Regions from separate parts of the Hordeum vulgare genome. Here region 1 is linked to region 2. The links are chromatin contacts, called in public Hi-C maps. All regions are on one chromosome and are shown on one strand. The core of a region is the stretch at or near the end of the contact, and the rest is flanking DNA. Distances in the headings are between cores, read along the strand shown. Region 1 holds the start of LOC123404817 (ATPase family AAA domain-containing protein 3-B-like). Region 2 holds the start of LOC123405563 (4-coumarate--CoA ligase 2).

Region 1 (3,949 bases), core at 907-3,406, 280 kb before region 2:
ATATGCCGCAGCACTATGTCAATTGACACTTGATATAATGTATTTCCTCTGAGATTGCTATCTCTTTGGCTCTCTCATGTCCAAATTAATGGCTCCATCTCTGGTGTTTACCATCTCATTTCTCATATTATCCAAATATGTAGGTAGTTTTACAATTATACGCACTTCTAACTCCACTTTTCCTATAATGGCAGAACTACTACTCAGGAATATCTTAATCACCTTGGATAAGTTGAAGCTGCACTCCAACATCACTTATAAGTGCAAATAGTGTGTGCATGGGAAATAAGCAGCGTGCATGTGATTCATCAGAGAGAAAGAGAACATGTGAGCTTAGAGATTGATTCGGGCACACTTGAAGGGCACATGTGATCTCTGCAATTAGCTCCTTAATAATTGCACTGAACATATCTATTTCTAGACAGAGCAAGTGATACAAACATGTAGAAATAGCTTATAGTAGAAATGACATCCAAGAAATTCACATGTTTATTCGGTAAGCATGTTGAGATAGCAACTTGCTAAGGTATACCTCCTATATGCTCAAAAGTTGTATTTATTGCTTGGACCCACTTCTCCCGCTCGGCATTTGCCTTCTCAATAAGCAATCGCCGATTCACTTCTTCAGACAGTGTCAGTTCAAGTGCTTTGGCCTCCGCCTCTGCCATTTTTTGCTGTCTGGTAGTCTCCTGGTCTATAAGTGCTTTTTCCTTCTCTGTCCGTCTCCGTAGTTCATTGATTTCCTCTTCACTCTGGCGTCTTAGCTGCTCTAGCTTAATTGCAGATTGTTCTTGCATATTCACGAGCTCCTGGTTTCTTGCCCTCTGTGCCTCATGCTCATGCTGTGCTCTCTTCCTTCGTAGCTCATCCTCATATCGAGCTACTTGTGCCTTTATTTCAGCTTGACTTTGCGCAAGTTTTTTCTTCTCTTCATACTCTACACGTGTCCTCTCCTGCAAATGCGATAAAATGCAACATGCCACATAAATACACAAATATACAAAAGACAAAATTTAGCACTGCAGATTTATGTTTAGTAAAATACATATAAATGGGCATGATCTGAAACATTTACGACATGTAATGAATAGGATGCGGTAGAACTTGATTACAGTCAAGCAGTTGGTCTCTACAGGATTAAGTAGCAAACATATATATGCCCTCTCGCAATTAAGTACCAAAAACTATCGGGAAGCAAGAGAATAGTACATAAATAGCAGTTTCTTTTTCGTGTGTGTGTGCCACTGAAAGATCAGCGGTTCTTGCTTGTGGCATCCCCTAGCTCATTGAAGAGTACACCTCGGACCTGAGTTTTCTTCTCCTTTTTTTCAATTCTTGGATAACATAGTAAATTGCATATGCCCCTTGCTTGGTCTAGACTATCGCTATACAACTAACAAGTAAAATGGAACGGAAAGTACTAGCAGGAATGTACACCGAAATCGTCCCCTCGTGATATTGAAATGCCTGAAGACGTTGTGAAGATATTTGCCAACTTTTGCAACAGTGTGATCCTAATGCCAATTCGTTCAAAGGATTGTGACCAACGAAGTAAGAACAAACAATGAGATGACAGAAAGTTATCTCACAAGCTCGATCTGGGCGGCCTCCTTCTGGTAGTCGGCCTTCTTTGCAGCGAACTCCGCTTGCCGCGTCTCCTCCCGCTTGTTAGCATGGGCGAACGCCTGCACAACCATGGGTCGACGTCAGAACCCACAGACAACAGCCTCCGAACTGAACCTCCCACCCACCCCTCGGAGAACCTACCTTTTTGACATCAGTATCAGGTCTCAATTCGAATTGGCGCAGCAGCTCGACCGCGCGCTCCAGCGCGTCGGGATCGAACCCCGCGGCGGTGGTGCGCGGGTTGTCGTTCCGGGGCTTGGGAGGGGCCTCCTCCGCGGCCGCCGCGGCGGGCGGCGGCGCGGCGGGGGCCGCAGCGGGGGCGGGGGAGGAGGAGGAGAAGCCGGGGAAGCGGAACCCCGAGCCGCCCTCCGCGTTCACCTTCTGGGAGGACGCGGCGAAGGCCGCCCCGGCGGAGAGGACGGCGGCCCCGACCTTCGCGGCGGCGGCGGCCCCGACCTTCGCGGCGGCGGCGGCCATGGCTCTGGTGGGGGGTTTGCGGGTGTAGTAGGGTTTAACGGGGTCCGCCGGTTCGATCGGGAAGGTTGTGGGAGATGCGTGCGTATTTGTGCGTGTTTGGACGGCGCCTCTCCAGCTCGGCTTGCGGCCCAAGAAGATGGGACTGCTCTTTTCGTTCTCCCTTTTCCTTTTTATTTTTTCTTCCTCAAGGCGCTCCTCTCTCTGTTTTCTTGGTGCGGAAGACGGGCTTCGCCGTCGGATATTTCTGGCTTCCTTTATTTACTGCGTCATCGAAGGCCCCAGATGCTTCATTACTCGAAGTCGTGGCATATGGCATCTTACACACAGGACCCTAAGGAACAAGAAATGACAAACGGGTCACAAAAACTAACAAACATGACCCTTGATGGAAAATGAAAACACGTTCGGGTCAAATGCTACATTACGATGGCGCCATGTTGACCATGGGGATGGGCCCCCTTGGTGCACGAGACTTCTATAGTTGCTCCTAGTAGATGTCGTGTTGAGGCAATATTGTCTTCCATATGATATCATTACCAAGAGGAATTGTCTTCCATATGATATCATTACCAAGAGGAATGATCCTAGTCGTCCTTCGACTCGAGGATGCAACAAGACGTTAGAGGACGTCGGCCAGCCATCTTAGGTGTCGTGGCTCTTTTAAATCCATCATTGATGGTGTCCTCAATCCATAGTTCAAAATACCAAACTTGTGGTTGAACTGATGATGTTGACAGTTTAGGTTTTCATCCGTTGGACCAGCGTTTCATAATTTCATTGGCTGGGCTTTTAGGCCATAAACATATGTCAAATGAATTCCCCGTCTCCTGGGGGCATCTATGCTCCGCGACGTTGCCTGCCTAGCGTGCTCCACGCCGTTCGATCTAGCCCTTCAGTGGAGAACTTGGAAATTTTGTGTGCAAAACTTGGGAGTGATAATGCAAAACTATGTTACTTTTCCATATCAGTTATATAAACTAAACAAAGTGTAGCATGTTCTTTTACAAAATTGATGTGTTTATATAAGCTTGATATGTTGTTGTTCAACTATGAAATATGTTGGTTCCTCTAGTCCTCACTATTTTCGATAATATATTCTTATTTAATGGAACAAACATTATATGACGTATGGTTGCATACTAGGTGGGCTGGCTCGCATCGGCACGAGCCTTGAAGCAGTCCGGAGCCTGCCTCGCTAGAAACCCTTAAATCGACAGTTTCCATCGAGTCAGAGTGAGTGCGATGCAAAGGGGATGCAGCTCGCACGCGAGGGGCAAGGCGAAATTGATTGTGGATGGCGTGAGATGGAAATCGGGCGCGACGGGATGACGCCAAATCTAGCCTCACCCCTGATATGTCTCCAATGTATATATTTTTTCATGCTATTGTATTATCAATCTTGGATACTTTATAAGCATTTATATGCTATTTTATATCATCCTAGGGACTAACCAATAAAACCAGTGCCCAGTGTCAGTTCCTATTTTTTGCTAGTTTTTTCTTTTACAAAAAATCAATACCAAACGGAGTCCAAACACGATAAAACTTTACGATGATTTTTCCTTGACCAAAAGAGATCCAAAAAGCTTCGGGAGGAGGCCAGAAGAGCCACGAGGTGGCCAGAAGCTTGGAGGTATGATACGTCTCCAACGTATCGATAATTTATGAAGTATCCATGCCATAATTACAACTAACCCAGACTGGCATTGTTTTCAGTAGAATTACCATGGTTTTGATTTTTTGCAAAAAATAAAAGTTCTTGGAATCGCCCAAAACTTTTTGACAATTTTTCTGGGGAAAATAATAAATACCGGAGCGAAGAACCACTAGAGGGGGCCACCTGTGG
Region 2 (4,288 bases), core at 927-3,426:
CAATTACCAAAACCACATATGGATAAATATGCTCTAACAGGAGGCCACACGAGGCGGTGCCAAGGCAACAGGGCGCGCCCCAGGGGGTAGGCGCACCCTGATGCCTTGGGCTCGCCTCATGGCTCCTCCATACCTAACTCCGACTATATAAATTCTTTAAAATCGAGAAAACACTAGGGAGTCCCCCAAATACTTTTTCCGTCGTCACAAGTCTCTGTTCCGCCGTGATCCCATCTGAATCCCTGTTCCGGTGCCCTCCCAGAGGGGGGTCAGTCACGGAGGGCCTCTACATCAACCTTGATGCTCCCATGGTGTTGTGTGAGTAGTTTATCACAGACCTACGGGACCATAGCTAGTACCTAGATGGCTATCTCTCTCAATAGCCTTCAATACAAAGTTCACCGCGATTCTCACGGTGATCTATTCGATGTAATCTTCTTTGCGGTGTGTTTGTTGGGATCCGATGAATTATGGGTTTATGATCAGATTGTTCATGAATATTAGTTGAGTCTTTTCTGAATTCTTTTAAGCATGATTATTATAGCTTCGTATTTATCTTCGATCGATCGATTTGGTTTGGACAACTAGATTGATTTATCTTCACTAGGAGTGGTGTGTTGTGATGGGTTCAATCTTGCAGTGCTCAATCCCAGTGACAGAAAGGGACATGCCACATATTTGTATTGTTGTCATTAAGGATAAAATGATGAGATTTATTCATATTGCTTGAGTTTACTTTGTCTGTGTCATGTTATCTTGCCCCAAGTATTACTTTGTTTCATACTTAATACTCTAGATACATGCTCGATAGCGGTCGATGAGGGAAGTGATAGGAGTAGATGCAGACATGAGTCGGTCTACTTCCTTATGGATGTGATGTTTATATACATGATCATTTTCGTGGATAAATATTTCATAACTATGTGTTATTCTATCAATTGCCCAATACTAAAACCCTAAAAATATTGCTGCCATTTATCTTGTGTCATTTTATTTTATATTTATATTATCTACCTATCACGATTTAATCCTTATAAGTAACAGTTCAACGTGCTTGACAACCCTTTTGCCTGCGTTGGTGCAAGTATTTGGTTCTCTATGTGTAGGTGTTGATGACAAGAGTTTGCATGGTTCTTCTATTGATTTGATAACCTTAATTCTTATTGAAGGAAATATTTATTTCTACTGTGTTGCATCTCTTTTCCTCTTTGAAAAAAACTCCAACACAATTTATAAGTAGCAGGTTTGCCAGATGGGAATATTCATGAAGTCGGGTGAGCCAGCCTGGATCAGACGACGCGACGGACGCGTCCGATCTTTTCTTATATCTATTTTATATTTAAATTAAATATAAGAGATATCGATAAACCCGTGTAATTCAGATTTCGGATGGGCCGGCCGGTTTGGCTGCCGAGGCGCCATATCTCAAATATAACTTGTATTGGCCTTGACTGATTTCAGGGCAAGACCCTTGGTCGTAAACCACTCCCTCGAGCTCAAATGCTTCTGCCGTATTTAATACTCCCAAATCACCATACATCTATGTAGCATCCGAGCGGTGCACTGCCTAGTGATCGGATCTTTTACAGTTTCATCTGCAGGAAACAGATAGTGTTCAATGTAAATGTGGGTCAGCATCCTGTTATCCTCGACAAATATTTCACACATCTGCGGGAGATACAAACAGATCAATGTATATATATCCCCGAAAGGCCAAAACGATGCATTTTGTTCAGTTAGAAGAAAGCCTCGATGTACTGATCTGAAGAGAAAGCAAAGGTATCATGAAACAGCATTGGATTTGCGTTTTATTTTATCGGGTGTGTCTGAAACACGTCTAGATGTGATATAGTTATTGCACGTATAAATAATTAAGTCAAGCAAAAATGGTAAAAAATTATTCACATGAACTTTAATCTAAGCTTGATCATATAGGATTTAAATATGTAACATTTATATCACACCATATTTAGATGTGTTTTATCGAAATCGTTTTCTGAAAGGGAAACGGAAACGCACACGCAGTTTTGAAAGGTGGGTCGGCGGAGTGCGTGGCGGCCAGCGTGTTCGCGCCTCTTCCACACCTTCCCCCTTCCGTCTTCTACTGCCCTACCTACCCTCCCTCATCCCGCCTGTACCTCCGCTCGTCGCCCGCCCGACACTGTATTTAATCGCGCCACCTCTCTCTCCTCCGACTCTCACGGCTCACTTGTTTGTTTAGTATACAGGCTCTGCTCCTTGGCCATTCCGGGGAGCTCTCTGTCTCTCGTATAACCGAGGATCATGATCAAGGTGGCGGCACCGGAGGTGCAGCAGCCGCAGGCTGTCGCCGCCGACGCGGTCTCGGCGGTGGTGCCGGAGGAGACGATCTTCCGGTCCAAGCTTCCGGACATCGACATCCCGAACCACCTGCCCCTGCACGAGTACTGCTTCGCCAAGGCGGCCGAGGTCCCGGACGCGCCGTGCCTCATCGCCGCGGCCACGGGGAGGACCTACACGTTCGCCGAGACGCATGCGCTCTGCCGCAAGGCCGCCGCTGCGCTGCACCGCCTCGGCGTCGGCCACGGCGACCGCGTCATGATCCTGCTGCAGAACTGCGTGGAGTTCGCCGTCGCCTTCTTCGGCGCGTCCTTCCTCGGCGCCATCAGCACGGCGGCCAACCCGTTCTGCACCCCGCAGGAGATCCACAAGCAGTTCGTCGCCTCCGGCGCCAAGGTGATCGTCACCCAGTCCGCCTACGTCGACAAGCTCCGGCACGAGAGCTTCCCGAGGATCGCCACGGGCGGCGGCGAGGACACGCTCGCGGTGATCACCGTCGACGACGAGGCGGGTACCCCGGACGGCTGCCTGCCCTTCTGGGGCATCCTCGCGTCCGCCGACGAGGGCTCGGTCCCGGAGGTGCGCATCGCGGCGGAGGACGCCGTGGCGCTGCCCTACTCGTCGGGCACGACGGGGCTGCCCAAGGGCGTGGTGCTGACGCACGGGGGCCTGGTATCGAGCGTGGCGCAGCAGGTGGACGGCGAGAACCCGAACCTGTACATGCGGGAGGGGGACGTGGCGCTCTGCGTGCTGCCGCTGTTCCACATCTTCTCGCTCAACTCGGTGCTGCTGTGCGCGGTGCGCGCCGGCGCGGCGGTGATGCTGATGCCCAGGTTCGAGATGGGCGCCATGCTGGCGGGCATCGAGCGGTGGCGCGTGACGGTGGCCGCCGTGGTGCCGCCGCTGGTGCTGGCGCTGGCCAAGAACCCGGTCGTGGAGGAGCACGACCTGAGCTCCATCCGGATCGTGCTCTCCGGCGCCGCGCCGCTCGGCAAGGAGCTCGAGGACGCGCTACGTGGCCGCCTGCCGCAGGCCATCTTCGGACAGGTGCGTACGTATCTGCCGCGTGACACCCCTGCTTCGTTAGCACACGTACTGGCACGTGTTGGTGTCTGCATCGTAGACGATCTTGAATTGGGGTAGGAACATCTTTTTTATTACCACATTTCAACTGAATCTGACGAAAGTAGATAAAAATGCAACTAACACAGGTCGCTGTCGTCTCGTAGTTGTAGAGCGACATGTACCAGTCCGTCCACCATGTCCCTTTGCCCGTTTTTGTCATGGCCTGTAAGGCTATAGCCAACGCCACACACCCCACCAGACCCACGCGCGGACGTGCGGCACCACTGTCCTTGCGTGCTAGGCATGCGCATGCACATGCGTCGACGGAACGTTCGTTGCTCAGCTGATCTACGCGAGCCGCTCGCCGCACCTAACCACGATGGTCCCGGCGCGTGCGTCGCGTGGTGCGCGTGAGGGTTGGGTGCTGACACGTGAGGCTGGGTGTCGCAGGGGTACGGGATGACGGAGGCGGGGCCGGTGCTGTCCATGTGCCCGGCGTTCGCCAGGGAGCCAACGCCGGCCAAGTCCGGGTCGTGCGGCACGGTGGTGCGCAACGCGGAGCTCAAGGTGGTCGACCCGGACACGGGCCTGTCCCTCGCCCGCAACCTCCCCGGCGAGATCTGCATCCGCGGCCCGCAGATCATGAAAGGCTACCTGGACGACCCCGTGGCCACCGCCGCGACCATCGACGTCGAGGGGTGGCTCCACACCGGCGACATCGGCTACGTCGACGACGACGACGAGGTCTTCATCGTCGACCGCGTCAAGGAGCTCATCAAGTTCAAGGGCTTCCAGGTGCCGCCGGCCGAGCTGGAGGCTCTGCTCATCGCGCATCCCTCCATCGCCGACGCCGCCGTCGTCCCGTAAGACAAAGACAACCGCCATCTCGGTCATATCTTCAAGC

What was found. Hi-C and Micro-C count contacts between places; a contact is called where the count stands out from the background.
Region 1: a contact with region 2 is called in a Hi-C map of leaf, with 4 times the contacts expected there. The contact joins the promoter of LOC123404817 here to the promoter of LOC123405563 in region 2. A contact is called at or near these places in 3 of 6 Hi-C or Micro-C datasets (leaf and seedling) and 1 of 1 datasets of contacts at active chromatin or transcription factors (embryo).

The regions. Positions count from the first base shown.
Region 1 is chr6H:455,588,768-455,592,716 of MorexV3_pseudomolecules_assembly, reverse strand. LOC123404817 (ATPase family AAA domain-containing protein 3-B-like) reads right to left here and starts at 2,156. Exons shown (of 7, transcript XM_045098763.1): 1 at 1,768-2,156; 2 at 1,590-1,685; 3 at 533-953. The coding sequence starts at 2,103.
Region 2 is chr6H:455,310,939-455,315,226 of MorexV3_pseudomolecules_assembly, reverse strand. LOC123405563 (4-coumarate--CoA ligase 2) reads left to right here and starts at 2,176. Exons shown (of 4, transcript XM_045099208.1): 1 at 2,176-3,366; 2 at 3,835-4,247. The coding sequence starts at 2,284.